Linked DNA regions of Mus musculus: regions 1 and 2 are each linked to region 3. The links are chromatin contacts, called in public Hi-C maps. All regions are on one chromosome and are shown on one strand. Each heading gives the region's core, a stretch centred on a gene start, on an enhancer-like site or on the middle of the called end of the contact. The rest is flanking DNA. Distances are from core to core; before and after follow the strand shown. Region 1 has its middle 71 kb from the start of Gm32531. Region 2 has its middle 40 kb from the start of Gm32531. Region 3 has its middle 62 kb from the start of 1600027J07Rik.

The links. Hi-C and Micro-C count contacts between places; a contact is called where the count stands out from the background.
Region 1: a contact with region 3 is called in a Hi-C map of the 3T3-L1 cell line, with 5 times the contacts expected there. The contact joins two enhancer-like sites. A contact is called at or near these places in 2 of 484 Hi-C or Micro-C datasets (the 3T3-L1 cell line and nephron progenitors).
Region 2: a Hi-C map of uterus shows a contact between it and region 3, with 5 times the contacts expected there. The contact joins two enhancer-like sites. A contact is called at or near these places in 9 of 484 Hi-C or Micro-C datasets (embryonic fibroblasts, nephron progenitors and uterus).

Annotation. Positions count from the first base shown.
Region 1 is chr8:103,198,243-103,202,377 of GRCm38.p6, forward strand. No RefSeq gene overlaps it. Among named protein-coding and RNA genes, the nearest start is that of Gm32531, 71 kb to the right of the region's middle. Within about 2 kb of position 1,654, at least 24 of the 459 cell types and tissues checked have an H3K27ac peak or open chromatin away from gene starts, as enhancers often do.
Region 2 is chr8:103,229,118-103,232,996 of GRCm38.p6, forward strand. No RefSeq gene overlaps it. Among named protein-coding and RNA genes, the nearest start is that of Gm32531, 40 kb to the right of the region's middle. Within about 2 kb of position 2,219, at least 35 of the 459 cell types and tissues checked have an H3K27ac peak or open chromatin away from gene starts, as enhancers often do. A contact at or near this core is called in nephron progenitors and uterus, where this site is marked.
Region 3 is chr8:103,407,339-103,411,330 of GRCm38.p6, forward strand. No RefSeq gene overlaps it. Among named protein-coding and RNA genes, the nearest start is that of 1600027J07Rik, 62 kb to the left of the region's middle. Within about 2 kb of position 2,398, at least 54 of the 459 cell types and tissues checked have an H3K27ac peak or open chromatin away from gene starts, as enhancers often do. A contact at or near this core is called in nephron progenitors and uterus, where this site is marked.

The DNA.
Region 1 (4,135 bases), core at 404-2,903, 210 kb before region 3:
TTCACTTATCATTTGTTGATGACCCAAGAGCTTTTTATATAATTACATGTCTACAGAAAGATGTTTTACCACAAAACATGATAAAATTTGATTCAGAAAGAAAACAAGTATAGGAGGTAGACCCTTCCAATCCTAATATTTCTAAGCTCTTTAGTTGCCAGGATTCTTTTAATTCAGAGGGAACATTGCCAAACACAGTGTCTCATCTGCGAAGAATGTGCTTTATTCTCTTGGCTTTAGGGTTGTATACTATTCAGCCATCCCACATCTTTATATCTGCTGTGGAAATCACATCAAGCAATTGCAGAAAACCTCTGATTCACGTAGGCAGGACTTCTCACTTGGTTTTCCTAGCCACTCGACCTCCTGCAGACTTCTTCTGATTACTGTCACTATAGATTGCTTTTCCTGGGGACCTCAGTAATGATTGCAGCAAAATGTGAGTTGGGAATGTTTCCTGTTCCATAATAATCAGGCTTGATGGTGACCAACCTTGAACTCTCAGTGACCCAGGACCAGCAGATAAAGAAGAGGTATGAGACGTGTCTGTCTGTCTGCCTGTCTGCCTGTCTGTCTGTGTATGAGTGTCTACTTCTGTGTGTCTGTCTGCCTCTCACAGACCTGTGTGTGAATATTTATGTGCATTCATGTGTGCATATATGTGTGTGTATGTGTTTGTGTGTATCTGCATGTGTCTGTCTCTCTGCATTTGTCTGTCTGTCTCTCTGCATTTGTCTGTCTGTCTCTCTGTGCCTGTCTGTCTGTCTCTGTATGTGTGTGTCTGTCTGTCTGTATATCTGTTTGTCTGCCTGTATCTGTGTATGTTTGAATCTGTACGTGTATGCATGCCTGCATGCCTATGTGTATATGAGTCTGTGTACTCAGATGTGTGACACATACACACACACACACACACACACACACACACACACACACACAGAGAGAGAGAGAGAGAGAGAGAGAGAGAGAGATTGAGTTAGACACAGAGGAAGAGGGGTGAAGGTGGTAAGGGCTGTGGCAAGTGTGCAGAAATAAACAGGGCATGAAAGTGAAACAATTCAGGCCTCTGGCTGGTCAGTGTTACTAAGCAAAGCAAAAACAAAGTCAGGCAGACAACAACAACAAAACCTTTTTGAAAGCATTTTTTGATGAAATAGCACCCCCACGCTAGATGCTTCAGACCCTTCAACCTGAAGCCCCAGTCTTCCTTACATGTCTCAGCTTCAGTTGCCACCTTGGCCTGTGGAGTTCCAACCCTTCTGCATTATCTTGATGTGGCTTCTGAATTAACATTTTAATAATTCCACAGAATTCCCTAGAAGTGTTCAAGGGCTGCATCTAGATCTCTCTCTGGCTTCAGACCCTCAGTAGCTGCAATCAGGCTGAGAGTTTCTCTGCTGATGGCCGAGGTGCAAAGGCCTTGGTGAATTACCTCAGTGCTCTTACTGGATTAGTTCCCTTCTGCACGTTATATTTCAACAGCAATTCAGTTTGGTAGTTTCTGTTCACTTAACTATGAGACTATTTTTACATCTCCCTCAAATCTCTCCCTGATTCCCCTCCTTTGAAAGGGATCCTTATAAATCCTATCATAATGGCAGGAATGTAAGAAACTGCCAGGGTAGAACGGTATTGGACAGCACATGGTCCTACAGCTGTTACCATTTAGGATCAGAAAGCTGGCGACATTTTAAAAAAGAAAGCCACACTGCCATCTGTCTAACATATATCTCTTATGTACATTTTAGCAGTCTGTCTTAACAAGCCATTTCATGCATTCATCCTAATAAATACTTATGTAACTGACTCTGTGTGGGTGGGTTCGTGTGTGTGTGTGTGTGTGTGTGTGTGTGTGTGTGTGTGTGTGTGTGTGTCTGCACCCACGTGCGAGTGTGTGAGCACGTTACAGGAGAGCCAACCCAAGTCCTTCCACATGGTAGGAAAGCTCTCTACCCTTGACTTACATCTTCAGTTTCAGAGTTAACTTTTTAAAAAACGTAGTCCAATTTTTTTTTTAACCAAACTCCATGAATCTTAGAACATAGGTCAACTGAAGTGACCTCCTTATTCAATCACCAGGTCTTTATCCTTCTGGGCTCACAGCCAGTTTATATAATTAGATGATGAGAGGAAGGGAGAAGGGAGACTACAGACAAGTATCTAAGCAGTGTCTTAGAGTGTGACACATGACCTCAACAGAATAGAACCAAGGGCTGAAGGAGCCCAGGCAAGGGATCCTAAGTTGGCCACACTGAATAAAGCAACACCGTGCAGAGGCATCAGCATCCAAGCTGAAAACATAAACGAAAGGCAGATGTGGAGATATAAACAGTGCTTCAGCCACACACTTCAGACATACACGAGTCCTGGATGATGCGGCGAAGGGAATTAGTGTCAATTAGAAATTGAAGCAGCATAGCATTGAGCTTCCAGCTATCAAGGTGAGCAGGGGAAAACCACTAAGGTTACTGATGTCAGGTTATATTCATATTCTTTGTGCATTCCAGGTCTAAATCTCTAAATGAGTCATCTCCTTCTTCTATCTTCTGAAATATGAGGTGCTTTGTTAGGTACGGACGTTTTGACATCCCACCCATTCACCCAGCATGGAAAGTTCACTTTCCTGTGTCTTTCATTGAATGGTTCAAACTCAGCAACGTGAGTTCAACTCATCCATTGCCTTCGGTTTTTTATGCTCCAACACTTACATCATTATACCAAGTTTCCCTTGGTGTCCTAATATCCCATGCTTCTTTCCTGACAGTATGCATCTGACTGCATATTCTCCCCCCCCCCCCAAAATGTCTCTAGACATTCTCATTCTTTTTTTTTCTTGATATATTTTTCTTTTATTAATATTAATCATTCCATTCATTTACATCTCAAATGATATCCCACTTCGTGGTTACCCCCTTCATCAACACCCCCATCCCATGATATCATACTTAGTGTGGCAGTCCCTGGGGAGGTCCGATCAGCAACTGACCAGTGCAGAGGACGATGCTTGGAGCCAACCATCGGGCTGAACTCGGGGAACCAGAGGGAGGAGCTGGCAGAAGGACTGGAGCTGGCAGAGGGGGATTGCAACCTCACTGGAAGAACAACATAGGCTGGCCTGACAACCCAGTTCTCCCAGAGACTAGACCATCAACCAAGGAGTGTACCTAAAGGGATCTTTTGCTCCAGATACATTCTCATTCTTTTAATACAAGTCTGCCATATTTCAGGACTCAAATGAATGCCTGTTCCTGTAGGGAGTGCCATCAGAAAAACCAACATCCCTTCCTTAATACTTCTACTACATGCCTGGCTCTCTTCATCACAGTTTGTCCTTGAATGCTATGTGTGTCTCAGTCTCTCAGTTTTACCACTCAGGGTCATCTCACATGTACTTTGAAAAATACCAAGTACTTGTTAATACAAAACAAAAGCTATCCTTGGCTGGAAATTCTACATACTCTATAGAATAAGTCATCGTAATGGTTTCAGATTCACAGTGATTGCATGGCGTGCATCCCTAAATAGATGACCAAGTTATTTCCTAAGAAAGAACATATTTTTCCTCTTTGTGTCTGTGTTTTCAGTGTTTGGAACAGGACATATAATGTTCATTCATAAATATTTGCTAAGAACAGAAGAGGAAAACACAAATAGTGCCTTGTCTCCTGGCCTGTGAGACTTTTGTCTCAACCCATAGGCATACATATATGCACACACGAACACACACACACGAAAAGAGGTAGGGAGGAAAAGAGGATGCAAAATCCCTTAATGCCTTTTATATTTCTGTTAAGATTAATACAAACAATTGGAGCTTTCCTCCACCTTTACCCTTCTCACACAAGAAAACTAGCCTTCCTTAATCCTGCCTAATTTCCTGCTATGAATTCCTGGGTCAGTGAGGCCAGCAGTAGAGTGTCCAAATTCTCTTTTGGGTGTAGCCAAGAAAAAAACACTCAAGCTTTTTGTGGAGGATTTTTCAGGCCAATGGGACTCAATAAGACAGAAAATTACTCTTGGATTTACCAGTGAACTCTGAATTGCACGCAACATACCAATTAGAAATTACACATTTATGAAATTCAGTAAGTAGCATATGGTCCTCCAAAATGCCTCTACTCCAGTTCACTGTTGC
Region 2 (3,879 bases), core at 969-3,468, 180 kb before region 3:
AGCAAATACAGTGCACGCAAAGCACTTCATGTCCAATTTGCAAAGAAAGGCTGAGCTGTCTTTATGTGAGAAGCTCCCTGAGAACACGGGAACTGCTGTCAAGGTTGAAACATGGAAAAGCTCCGTGGTTGTACAAACTCCATGGATCTAGGGCTGTGTGAAGAGCAAATGGAAGGGAGAGGATTGTGTAAGGGACAGTGTGTAATATTTTGTAGACTCCTGTTGGGAGCAGGGATACACAGTCAAATGCTCACTCTGTCTGTGCCTTTCCCACCATTTCTAGCATCAATTCTCATAAACAAAACAACCCCCCAAAACAAAACAAAACAGCATCAGAGTCCATGAAAAATCTTATTAAGAATATAGACAGTACTCAATTCAGTATTAGGCATTTTGCCTTAGCTGGTCCAAAGAAGGTCTTCAGAATTTTCATTTTCATGCCACATATATTATACAATATATATGGCTATATATCCACATGGCTGGAGATGTCAGAAGGGTTGGCTTCTACATTATCCAGGGTTGCAAATGACACAAACGAGGGACCTGGCCATGCCTTGTTACTGAGTAAGTGAGACTCCCTCACTTTGAGGTGATTCCTTCAGGTCAGGAACCCACAGCCCCTCGACAGGCTCTTCCTCACCAAAGTCTTCTCATCACACATCCCAGCTCCCTTTCCCACCCTGGACACACTCACTGTGGAGCCGCCTCCTCTTTCCTACGCTCCCGTGTCTTCACGGACACTGACTTTGACTCGGTCAGGACTTTTATCCCCCCTTGGCAAAATAATAGGATATTATGTTTGTTTGTTTGTTTGTTTGTTTTGTTTTGTTTTGTTTTTAAAACAGGAAATTGGCAAGAACAATAACACCGTGTTTGATTTCTGAGCTAAAAGTAGATTCTGTATTGTGGAGAAATTTAAGAGGCCAAAAACAGTGTAGGGCAACATCATCAGCTCTCTCCCCAACAGCAGCAACACCTGGACTCTCTCCCAGCATTGCTATTCCAGAAGCAGCATCATGCCACTTAGAGAGCTCAGGAACTGAGGAAACCTCATACACATGTTCTAGGCAGCTGCCAATCACAGGAGTTTGCATCCCAGTTTTATGGGGTGCATGCATCTATTCTGTCTCTGATGAGCCTGTGACTTTGAATACGGGCTGTCTCCTCTCTGACCTTGGGTTCCTTATCAGTAGGTTTCGGGAAAACTGTATTTTTTTTTTCCAGGAATGAAATTATAAGTCACTGAGATATCATTTGCAGAAAGAATTCTTCCCTCAGAGCAAAACTACCATTGGAGCAGAAAGAATGTCCTGGAGATTGGGGAGATAAAAGAAGGGGCTGGGGAGGCAGAGTGGAGGGAGCGAAGTAGGTTTATGGACCAACCCTGAAAGGAAAAACAAACAAACAAACAAACAAACAAACATGTGGTAAATTGAGAAAGATGGCTGAGGGGCTGAGGTCAGAGGGAGACAAATCGAATGCTGCCCTGGATTTAATAGAGACTGTTTTCTGCACTTGATGATGTGTCACCCAGAAGACAGGGACATTGGAGTTGTATTTTAGAAAACCTGAGGAAGATGAAAATAGCCTAGAAGAGGAGTCCAGAGAAGAGAACTTGGCAAAACTGTCAGAAACTCTGAGGGTCAGTGAGGATGGGAAGCAAGAACACAGAAAATATTTTGGAGGATGCAGGGAGGGCCTATTACTGATCAGAAATTACTTTGGATTAGCATATGCAAATGAGATCCTCTGGGACCAGCAGCTGCCTCTTCCTCAAGCATGCTGTCCCTAGCCAAACTCAGGGCTTTTAGTCAGCAGCTTTGCTCACAACCCAGCATCTCCATGTCCCATAGACTGTTTTGGTCCACTGTCTTCTTCCAGGCCTGAGCCTGGGGCTCCTACTCTCCGTCCCAGCCAAGGAGAAAGGACAACCACACAGAAAGAAAGGAAAGATTTTCTGTGTTTTTCTGCAAGATAAAGCAAGGTTATTTTTGGCCCGTTTTTTAGAGCAAATCAGATTTATTTTCTCTTTTTCTCTTTCGGAGCCCTGCGTCTGGCAGGCTTCATGCAGGGGAGTGAAAATTAGAGCTCACATTTTCAATGCCTTTGCAGTTTTTGCTCGGTGTCAGTTTTGTTTGTCTTCCTCTGGCTGACTGTCTTCCGTGTCTCCGGACTGCTGAGGTCTTCCAGAAGTTGCTTTCAAGCCAAAGAAAGTAAAACCAAGCTACCATGAAAAGGGTGGGGAGCTTGAGTCAGAGAGGAGGAAAGGAAGGAAGGGAAAGAAACTGTCCCCCACTCGGCATTTCGTGAAACCTCACTTCCCAGCCTCATATTGGCTCTGCCATTTCTGCTTGCCCCTTGATCAGAGAGACACGGGACTTTATGGGCATCTCCTAACATGGAACTCACAAATGTTGGGACCTCAGATACCTTTTTTTCAACATCCATACTGCTTGATTCATGGCTTTGAAATTTTGTCAGTGTGCTCTGAAGCAATGGACTCAGAGGTTATAAATTCAGACCATCAGTACCTTGACTAAGTTACTTGACCTCAATAAATCTAGGTTTTCTTTGTCTATGTACTAGAAGTCTGGATAGGATATCATGAGAATATGAGGGTCCTGTGGGATGCCTGGCACAGGAGCTTTGAGAACTGCCTAGTGTCCAACTGTTGGCTGACTTGGAGTGACTAGTGTGTGGCCAAGAGCATACATGAACGACTGATTTTTTATACCAGTGTGCTTATACTACTGAGTAGCTACTGCAATTTTATGATCCGCTCATGGTATTTAAAGAAGTTGTAAATTTCTTTCAATCCTTTTCCCCAAAGAACGTTTTGTTTCGTTTTCTTCTTCTCTCCCCCTAGAGCTTTCCAGTTAAAGCAGTTAATGTCACATGGAAGACTGTGTTAATAGCAACCAGGTGCTTTCTTGTTCAGTTCCACACATCCTTCTGTCCATTTTGGGGCAAAGTTACATGTGAGCGCTACTGGCAACTTTTTTTTTCTCTCTTAATAAAATACAGCATGACCATGACTTCAAACGCATCCCTCTCTCCTTGATGGTACTGTCAAAAATACAGCTTTTTTTTTTCCCTAATCCAACTCTTCCTATGTCTTTACTGATTTACTTGTCAATAATTTCCTACATGTATGGAATACATTCTAGTTCCATTCATCCATCAACACTCTTGAATGGAAACGTACTGCTTGCTAGAGAGGTTAGCTTCTGCGGTTATCACTCTATGAATACTGCTTAAAGGTTGGTGTAATAATGATTTTTTAATGACATTAAATGAATACATGCTACACTGAAACTTTTACTTGCATTACTTCCAGTCTTTACCTTGATCCTCAATTTTATGCTCATCCTCCTTAAAAACGAATACACTGAGAGTAAGTGATGAATGTCTTTCAGCGAACACAGAGAAGCTGTGACAATGATGTAGGATGAGCACCTTTGAGTGTAGTATATTTTTTTTACCATAAAACTATGCTGTATCTCCTTCTGCACAAGGGATATCTTCCTGTCTCCTCTATGCCTGCAATTCCTGACACATATGTATCCAATATCTGCAAATATTTGTTGATACCCACAGGTAAGTGCATGCATTCATTCTCATATATGTGTGGGTGCAGATTGCTGTTTTCCTCATGATTTGTGGAACATGTGACCCCCCACACCCAGGTTTTCCTAGCAATGGAAAAGGGTAGTAGTGTGTAGGCGGGAGATTGGGGTGGTCCTTCATTCAAAGTCTGCTGGGAGAAAGATCTCTGGAACACAGTAGAGGATAGCCTTCTGTATCCCTGGCACCTCTCATGTATCCCCGCTCTGACTGATGACCTCCTGGATGTAGTCTTTGTGTTTGACAATGAAT
Region 3 (3,992 bases), core at 1,148-3,647:
GTTTGCGATAGAGGAAAATAAAAGAGAAAAAGAAGGAAGAAAGAAGAGAAAAATAAAAAGAAGGGAGGGAAGAGAGGTGAAAGAAGGCAGGCGGCAGGCCAATGGTGTTTCTTGCTTCCGTAGGGCGGCACAAAACAACCACAGCGATCCTGCTGTTTATCCACATTGCATATTTTGTTTTGCATAGCATTTTGCAGCGGAAGGTATTTTATTGCTTCAAACAAGTTTGCAACCTCTGAGATGAACAAATGATCTACAAGTCACCGTCTGGCTCCATGAATCTTCCCTAACCCAGTTGCAGATACTCCGTGCCCAGCAATAACTCCTGCCACAGAGCCCCCTCGCTCCTTATATTTTCAGGGATCTGCATGTGTCCCGTATGAATTAACAAAGACAGCTGGTACTTGACAGGAGTCAGAGAAGCCTTTCTCAGCCCAGTGAGTCTTCTTATCTGCCTGGCCTTGCACCCAGTGACGGAAGCAGGCAGTGAAGCATCCCACAGTTCACATGTGGCCAGCAATGGGCAAAGAGTCCTCCTTCTGGATGCAATGAAAATGTTTGGCGAGAGTCTCAAGATGAAGAAATGAGTTAGAACCTGAAATTCCATAGCTGTCCAATGCCCTGGCCCCAAAATGGCTGAAAAAATTTAAACTGCTGGTTTATTTTCTCCTCTCTTAAAATTACTGTTGTTGTTGTTTTTTTTTTTTTAATTTAATTTTCCTACTTAACGTTTTCCCAGCAAAGCCGTTGAACTTTTTTTTTTTTTCAGACTTAACCACAGGATGAATTTCTCTGCATTAATGAGCAAAAATGAGCTGACAAGATGAGGCACATCCAAATGGAAAATAAATAAATAAATAAATAAATGGCCTAACCATACCATAGGAATGCACCGGATGGATGGATGGATGGATGGATGGATGATGTCCCCAACGCCATACTGTGTTTCACTTGGCTTCACACATGATGGTTACTGTCTCCTATCTAAGGCCTGTGGCAACTTCTAATTCCCCCTGAAAAACGTCTTTGGAAAACCAACTTCTGATGACATTTCTGAGTCTCTGGATTGTCTCTCCTAAGGAATCTAGCTAAAGCATGATCACTTAGGACAGAAACTGAACACAAAAGGATTCCCTGAAGGCACGGTGATAAAAAGGAGAAATAGAGTTGGCTGTTTACTCCAGTGCAATGATAAACTCTGCGAAGCTTAGGTACTTCTAGCTCAGCTTCTGACTTGTGTAGTCACAGACATCTGGCCCCCAGGCCTGTTGGATGGATGGAAGGTCACATTGCATGTCACTATGTAGGACCCACCCCCAAGCCTGGGGAGAGCAGCTTCCTTGCAGTTGTTCATTTTCCCCATGTAAGGAAAGTCGTCTTTTAAAAACCATGTGTGGTGTAGCATTTTCTATTAAAGAAAGGAAGGAAAGATGGAGGGAAAGAGGGAGATAGAGGAAAAGAAGAGAGCACAAGAGAGGAAAGAAATGAAGGAGGAAGGGAGGGAGGGAAGGAGCGAGGAAGGAAGAAGGGAAAAGAAGGAAGAAAAGGAAAAAAGGAGAGAAGAAAGAAAGGAAGTAGGATGGAAGGACAGAGGAGGGAGAGAAGGAAGAGAAAGAAGGGAAGGAAGTAAAGAAGAAAAGAAGGAAGGAAGGGAATAAAGGAGAGAGAGGGGAAGAAAAGAAGGAAGGAAGGGAGTAAAGGAGAGAGAGAGAGCCAACCCAGGGCTTAATTTTCTGCCTTTGCGTCTGCCCAGCTTCACTCCAGTTGGTTCTCATTTGTGGCAATGTGTACTTTGGAAGCAGAGCTCTCTGCCTGCCTTCCCGTTAACTCCCACCACCTGGGATATGTTATTTTGACAGGGGCAGGGATTCTGATGCTCCCACTCTGCACTGTAAAAACAGACTGTAAAAGAGGTCATCTTTTGGGGGGAGGGGCTGGAGGGGTTGTCTTGCCTGAGCCCTCCTGTAGGACTGTACTGGGAATGCAAAGCCTGGGATCCAGATCCACATACCCATCCAAGAATTGCAAACCCCAGACTCATTTGGGTGGGGTGATGGCTCTCTGAAGCTGTCTCCTCTGTTTGCATCACTTAGGGGGTGAGTCTAATCAAGATGGGCTGTGTGAGTTCAAAACAGCTGGAAAGCATTACAGGTCAAAAGTTGAAATCAAGTTAAGAACAATCGGAATGTGCAAGCCTGTTGTTTCTAATCTCTGCTTCTTCCTCCAATCCGTTCAGTTCTCCTCCTGGAATGGAATGTTTTGGTCAAGGCTGGTGTTGACTTGTGGGCCAGTGAAGGTGTAGTCATGAAGCCAGCATTGAAGAAGTCAACAGGAGGACAGCTTATATTTGCTAGGAAAACAAAGAAGGGGCAGACTCCAGGTGAAACTAGAAAGAAGGCACATATAAGAGACAGAGATATTAATGCTGGAAAGATTACTGCAAACTGTCCAAACCCCTTCCCTACCTACAACTGTGAGAAACAGAACCAGAGACATGCACGTCCATCTCAAAATCACACAGCATTTAATGGCTAAACCTCATGAGAGCTTAGCATAGGTGGGGGACTGCCATGACTTAATACAAAGAGATGAGATTTTCCTAGTCTATTGACCTTTGGCTGATAGAGCTTCTTCTGTTCTTCAGTCACTGGTCCACATCTCCTCTTTGCCACTACCCTCTTGGTGTAGTCTCCTTTCCCACTTTTGAGTCTGGGTTCTTGCTGTCCTTGTGTTATTCTTTTTTTTTTTAATTTTTAATGATTTTTTTTTTGCAAATTTCACATCATGTACCCCAATCTCACTCATCTTCCCATTCCTTTGTACCCACCCAAAATAAGATACAAAGAAAAATCTCATGGAAGCTACAGTGTGTCACAGTATGTCCCACACTACACCCTTTTGTTCATACACCTTTATTTGCAAATGTTCATTTCAATAAATCATTTTTCTATCTATTTAGAGGCCTCTAGCTTGTGCTACACTATCAATACTCTATCCTCATGGGGACTCTTTTCAGATACTCTGCTGATGTCCTATGTCATAAAGATCTTGCAGCTTTGGATCTGCAGGACCAGTCCTTTCCCCCATCCCAGCAGATCATAGATAGCGTAGATGTTGAGGTGGGTCAACTTGAAGCTCTGGATCTGGGCCTGGGAGGTAGCTGAATTTGCCAACTCACCAGTTCTCCTGTACCACTACCACCAGAACAATTTCTCTAGTGCTGCCCAGGCTAGCTCACCCAGTGCCACAGAAGGCAAGGGGCAGAGTCCACTCTCCAGCTCTCATGTCCTCAAGGCCAGCTCATGTGTGCTTTGTGAAGGAGGGCATCTCTTCCTCACCTACCCCACCCCATCCCATGGCAGACCAGGGGCAAGGCCAACTCTCCTGCACTCTTGCCCACAGGGACTACTTTCCTGAACCCCACCACCAGGATCAGCTCTACTGGGCTGCCGAGGTGAGGGTACAGGGCCTGTTCTCACTCTACTGAGTGCTGGAATGCATGAGCCACAAGGCCAGCTTTGATCCTCTCATGATTTTGGTGCCAGCTCACCTGCCTGGCACAGGCTGTACAAGGATGGTGGGAAGGAGGGCATCTCTCCCTCACCCGAGCCACGCCACTGAAAGATGGCAGACTAGGGGCAGGGCCAGCTCTCCAGTACTCACACTCTCAGGCTAGCTTACCTGCTCCCCTGCTGTCATGGGCAGCTCTATTATCCTACCCAGGCAAGGGGTAAAGCCAACTCAGCACGGTGCCTCATGCAGCAGTCTGGACTAGGGACATCTGCATGGCTTTTGGTGGTAACACAGGCCTGGGACGTCAACATAGATCACAACTGCTGTAGGGTCACAAACCTAGACATAGTCCCCGGCAGCAACATGAGCCCAGATGTCCCTATGACCTAGGGCGACAGTACAGGTCACTCAGATGAGCATGTCCCCCATGACAGCACCACCTTCAGATATTCACATGGTTTCTGGTGGCATCTGCTTGG